Regions from separate parts of the Mus musculus genome. Here region 1 is linked to region 2. A link is a contact called in public promoter capture Hi-C data. All regions are on one chromosome and are shown on one strand. The core of a region is the stretch at or near the end of the contact, and the rest is flanking DNA. Distances in the headings are between cores, read along the strand shown. Region 1 has its middle 190 kb from the start of Zfat. Region 2 holds the start of Sla (src-like adaptor).

Region 1 (3,193 bases), core at 436-2,935, 1.2 Mb before region 2:
GACCCCAGCCACTGAAGTGATTTGACATGGCTTTGTGTCCTGGCTGGGAAAGAAAATGTCAGTGCTGCTCACAAAGTCAAGGTGGGACCCTGTAGAGTGTCGTGCTTCAGGGCTGGCTGAGAGCTGCCCACAGCAAGCTCGGACAGAAAGGTTTAATATCCCTTTCCTCTTCACACTCTTCTTCAGGAAGAGTGAAATAGCATCTCATCTATGCCCAAGCTTGTCACCATCACAGGACCAAGCATTCTCCTTACTTCTTCAGTGGGAATGAGCCACAGGTGGTAAGCTGGGGTCCTAGGCTTCCAGAATATAAGAGGTGAATGTACCTCTGTCCAAGGGACAGTCCGTGGTCTCCAGCACTCCAGCCCTTCCCCAACCCTGCAGTACATCTTCACAGCTGCCAGCCAGGCCCAAGGCCAACATTCCCTTGCTATTTCCTTAGCTGGCAGGCTTTCCTGTTTTTGCCTTGTCCTTTGTGCGGACAATGGGGCCCGTGAAAGCCCAACTAGGTCAGATGGCTTCTCTACTCACCATTGTCCCATGGCTCCCCCTTCCTGAGGAGCACAGAATCCTGAAGTTGTCTTGTTCCTAGGGATGCTCTTTGACCACAGCTATCCCTGATTATCCTGTAGCAAAACGGCAATGCTGCCCACCCACCTCTGACTCTATCTCCATCAGCCTTCATCTCTGCCTTTATTTTTCACCTGTCTCTCTATAGCATGACTGGCCCCTGACCAGAATGTGTGGACCAAGAAGGTTCTGCTTTGCTCACTACTCAGCTGCATAGCAGCACAGCACCTAGAATACTGTTTCACATGTATCTGTTAGGTACATGGAGAAGAGATGAAGGCACTAACGTAATGTATGAGACCTGGTCTGATATGTGATGTCCACTGTATTCCCTGACTCCTCAAGACTTCATCAATAGCTCACCTGTCTTTCTACCCCATAGCCTGAGCTTTATAAGTTGTGTGCTACTCTGAGTTTTAAGTCCTGCCATGGAATGATCACAGAGAAAGAGAGGCTGCCCTTTGGCTGCATCACTGGACACTGGAGCCACAGACCAGGTCTCTGCAGTCTTCCCCATGGGGACCACATAACCACCACCATTCCAGAGTGCCCGTTTCAATTTGAGAAGAACACAACAGCGGCAGGGTATATGTCGTGTACCTCTTTTCAGCCAAAGGATGGGAAGTCTGCCCAGAGTTTACTGGGACAAATAGTCCTCAGAATGGGGATTGGAAAAATGGAATAATATGCATCCATTGTCCTCACCACACACTGCACTTCAGAGTGCACAGGCTTTGCTGAAAGCTAGCTTACGGAGAAGACAAGATTGCTGTGTGCAGTGCAGGAGGTAATCTCTCTGTATCCCAGGGGATGACTCCATCTGTCCTTCCTCCCCCGCGGCAGGGCCAGCCTGCGGAGACAATGGGAGGGAGGATAAATGGCCACATTGTAACTTATTTGATTTTGGATGGGTGGAAGGAAAGGCTTGATGTAGGGTGTCAGTGTCTGACATGAGCATGTCAGGCGCTGTGTGATGAGATAGGCAGGCACTTTTGGTTCCAGGCAGAGAGAAGGACAGGCGGGCACCCCTCCAAGGGGGTCACAGTAGGGACCAAGTGCTGGAAGCAGGGAGTGTGGGAGGATGCTGAACGGGGTCATTTAGTCACAACATGAATATTAATGAATGGCTATGAAACACACATGGAGCCCAGCCATGGAGTTCAGCACCATTCAGCTCCTGACTCTTCTTTGCACTGTGATAATAAAAGCTCCATTCGGCTGAGGATGGGGAGAACACCAAGATGACTCGCATTTCCTCTTAATCATCTCCAGGGATAAAACATGAACTGCCCATGTTGTGTTCTTAGCTGCCAGAGGCACTCCAATGGGATGGGATAGCTTCCTTTCCAGTGGCATCATTTTTTTTTTTTGGTCTATGTCTCTTATGTCCAGTTATTCTCAATGCCTGAAGGACAATCTTTGCCCTTTTGCTCTGGTGTGCCTTACTCTTGCAGGTCCCTGGTACGTGAAGCTGCTTGGCATTAAAATTTTCCAGAGCTGGTGATATAGCCTTTACTCTCACTCTTTCTGTGCAAGGAATAATATTCACAACTCCGATCTCTTGATATAATGTGTTGTTGGTAAAATGGAAGGGAAAGAGAGAACAGGATGCCTTTTGTTTATTTCAAACACCCCCCACCCAGCCAAATCAACACAAAATGGAAGGAATAGTCTGTTCTGCTGATAAACATTATTGTAACTTCTCATGAGTATATAGGGACATCCTTGTGGATGGATAATCAGAAACTGAAGTTCCCATTTAAGGTTGGGTCTCATACATACCTGCCTTTCTTTCTTTGTCTTCAGTACATTGATACCTTCCTGATGCTCCAGTTCCCAGGCGGTTTAGCTTCTCTGACCTCCAGGTTCTCTCCACTTACAGCTCCATTTTCTTTATCTCTTCTTTTCAGAACCCCACCTTTATTGATAAAACTTTGCTGGATCAAATGGCTCCCCACCTAATAGAGCTTACCTTCCTAACAGGGGTGCTCCTTTCTCAGCTGCAGAGACTCTGTACCCAGAGGGAACCAAGTCTTAGACTCTGCGGGAGCTTAGCCCTAATTCTTACTTCGTGGCTTTTTTAGTGGAATCCAGGAGAGCACTTAGCTACTGAGATATCATCAGAGGCAGACAAATGAAACTAGAATTAGATATATTAGGGAGTGTGCCCATGATGACTTCTAAGCTCTCTACCCCATACCATACTTGTGTGAATGGCTTTGGGGTTCTGAGGTTGTCAGTTAACAGATTATCCTGCTTCTTGTGGCTCAGATTTATCTCTTTACAGTTTATTCTGCCCCTTCAATGTAGCACCTGTGATATTCAGACTTCTCTCCTTCTGCACTCCTTTCTCAGCAGCCTCCAGTGTGTGTCTTTATGACCAGTGATGGCGAGGCAGGTGGGGACCTGTGTAGAGTGCTGATAGCAGATACCTGTCCTAGTTTGATGAGGTTAGTGATATGGTTCAAGGCACTGAGCTCCTCTTGGAGAGGTAACTGTTGTGGATTGCCCTGGTGCAATTTGTATTTTATGCTAATTCTACTTCCTTAAGAGGGACTGCCCCATAAGGAGGGGACCACATACTCGGGTGATTTTATGTGAACCTTCTCCCCATTTAAACTGG
Region 2 (3,089 bases), core at 116-2,615:
TGTCTCTCTCTCTCTGTCTCTCTCTCTCTGTTTCTGTCTCTCCTCCTCCTCCTCCCCCTCCTTCTTCCTCTGCACCCTCTACTACTCTCCAGGTTCCCAGGACATATTCTTCCTCATCTGCCAGACATTCCATTCCTATTCTGGCCTCTATATCTCCTCCTTATTCTTAGATGTCCATACTCTATGGTTGTCTCTTCTTCCCATGCAGGTCTCAACCCAAAAGATCCCTCTGCTAGGCTGTCATTGTCCACTCCTAAGGTATGTCTCACTTTCTCCTGCTTCCTTTTTAGCCCTCTGGCTCTGCTTTCCTTAGCTTGCTTCTCAAGACCCGCAGTGCTTAGTGCATTTGCTTACGCATCATTGCTATCCGAGTGAGCTCTATCTGGGTCCTCAGAACTTTCTCCCAAAGCCAAAAAGACCTCAGCAATGGGGTAGTTAATAAACCCCTGAGGGTGCATACATGAGTCACACATGAACCACTATTCATTAATTACTACAGAGATACAAGACCATGGCCAACCTTCTATCACATGAGGCAGAATTAGAGTCAAGTGTGTAACAAAATATTCTGCTATTGTTTTCTTTTAAAAATTGCAAGAGAAAATATGATTGTGATGCTGTGATGACAATATACTAGTGATTCTAGCCTGACTGGCACTCTGTGTCATCACTCAAAAAATACTTTCTTAATATGTTGAGGGTAGTGAGTCCACCTGTCTTAGCTCTAGGGAGAGCCTCTGAAGCACTAGATGAGGAAACATGGGATGTTGGGCTCTGAGGCTCTGGGTCTCAGTGAGGATGGGGAGGGTCACAGAATGTTAGGTAGGGCATCCTAGAGCTGGAGCCCCACAGAGTCCCTCCCTGGTGGGAGCAGTCTCCATTCTTAGATGTGTGGAAGGTAGACAGGGCTCACTGTGCTATCTAGAAGCTATGGTATCCTCAGCTCTGACTGGCTAAGCAACTTGTCTTGATCACATGGTCAAAACCAGGGATCAGCATGAGAATTTGGGGTAGTGGCACCCCTTTCTAAGAAATCTCTCTCTCTCTCTCTCTCTCTCTCTCTCTCTCTCTCTCTCTCTCTCTCTCTCTCTCTCTCCATCTCTTCATCTCTCTGTCACACACACACACACACACACACACACACACACACTAAGGATTCCTGCATCCGCCTCTTACTGTGAGCAGCTAGCAAGGATTTGATGCTGCTGCACCAGGGCTCATGCCAGCGACTTGGCTGCCAGGTGCAGCTTTCCAACTCTCAGACACCCCCCCCCCAGGCCCCCAATGCACCTGTTCTTGAATGAGGCCAACTCCTAGCCAAGCCCAGGGCACAAGAAAGCTACACTAAGCTTTGGGATTTTCTTGTCTTATTCAGAGATGCTTGGAGTGGAAGCAGAACTGTGAATCTTGGAACAAAACTGCTTTTGATAATGCAAATTTAGTCCTGGTTAATGCAGACAGACTGTCAACTTCAGCAGTCAGGAGAAGGGAGGGGGCTAACTCCTCATCTCAGAGACCAGTGAAGAATTTCAATAGAATGCTTCGACTTCCGAAATAAGATCATTCTAAGCAAGCGGAGGCTTTCTACCTTCCCAGGAATCCATGTGACCCCCATGCTCTGCAGGTATGTCTCTGGGTGTCATGAGGACTCTTTGGGTGGACCATGGTGGCCTGGGTGGCAGGGGTGAGAGTCTCCAGGATTTGATGAAGTCCTTCTTACCCACCCTTTTTCATCTAAGGTAATTTGATGGTCTCTGCTGAGGGGATGGCTGGTCCTGAGGTCTAAACAAGGGCTAGGAGGCACCTATTCCTTCCCTGGATGGTGTGTATTTGTGGGCTGGCCTCCAGTTGCCATTTCCACAGCTGCTATGAGGAAGAAATGTGTGTGTCTGTTTCAGTGTCTATGTGCACTTATGCTGTGATTTGGAAAACTGTCCTGAGGTCAGATGATTCAGTGGCTATAAGTTCATTGTATTTCTTCTTGGTACCAGGGCCATTAACTATATTACTAATGAGTTAAGTATAAAAATATCTATCATTTATTCAGGTCCAACTCTTTTCTTGACAGTGGAGTATGTTTATGGTCTCTGGGCATATTTAGCAGGATCTCTGAAAGTTCTCCCGATTTGCAGATAGAGAAACTAAGTCTCAGGTTCTGGGAAATGCAAAGGCTTTGGACTACAGTCAGAAGACACCGAGGGCTTTCCTGGTTTTCTAACAGAAGGCCATGGGAGGAGATCTGTTCTATTCCCACTCACTTGTCACCCAGCTGCAGTGCCACTGCGGGTACTGATCCCCATCCTACCTCTTGTCTTCAGGCTGTGATGCTCGCCTCTCCACATAGCATGCATATATCCATTCCCGTATGCTTGGCTTGTTGATTATCTGTTTTGATCTGGCCATTACCTCTTAGAGGGCAGAAATTCAATTGGTAGACATGTCCACCATAGCCAGCCCTACACCTGGAACACCATAAGTGACTGATCCACTGTCATTAGCAAGTAGGTGCTATTATATACTCGTGCTGCTGTGTGTCCTGCTCAGCTAGACATGGTGATTCCCTGGGTTTAGGGTCTCAGAAATAACCCCAAATAAAATAAGACCTGTGAAGCTTAAGGAGAGAGAACAGCACATGTTCTAGGAGAGGAAACAGAACATGTTACACCCTTAAGCCTAGCTAAGGAACACCAAATACATGGAATTGGTATGCCCATTCAAGGTGACCAGGGAGGGAATAGAAGGGAGTAAATTCAGATTGCATTAAACAGCTCTCTGGGGGTCACTGTCAGGATACAGCTTTGACTCCTGGAGAGAGTACTGGCTAATAGAAGACTTGTAGATCGAGAGAAAGTGAGGTGAATCCTGATGCCACCATTGCTAAGCCTGAGAATATGCATGCACTGGGAGGATTGTGGTGGGTATGTGAGTTTGAGTGTGGACACAGGTGGCCGCAGCAGTTCCCTATGAACTAAGAATGAGAGCTACAGGCATCTAAGGGAAGATGCTCAGCAGTCTGTTGGCTCTGGAAGCAGTCTGGGCTGAAGTGGGGGAAAGTCTGAATGGATAGCTAGGCTGGAGGTGTATGCTCC

The links. Promoter capture Hi-C pulls out the DNA fragments that hold promoters and counts their contacts.
Region 1: a promoter capture Hi-C map of hippocampal neurons shows a contact between it and region 2, with 2.6 times the contacts expected there. A contact is called at or near these places in 4 of 39 promoter capture datasets (the 3T3-L1 cell line, hippocampal neurons and liver) and 1 of 9 other capture datasets (embryonic tail).

What each region holds. Positions count from the first base shown.
Region 1 is chr15:68,069,838-68,073,030 of GRCm38.p6, reverse strand. No RefSeq gene overlaps it. Among named protein-coding and RNA genes, the nearest start is that of Zfat, 190 kb to the left of the region's middle.
Region 2 is chr15:66,830,105-66,833,193 of GRCm38.p6, reverse strand. It overlaps Sla (src-like adaptor), which reads left to right and starts at 1,365. Exons shown (of 9, transcript NM_009192.3): 1 at 1,365-1,624. All of the region lies in intron 43 of Tg (thyroglobulin), which reads right to left.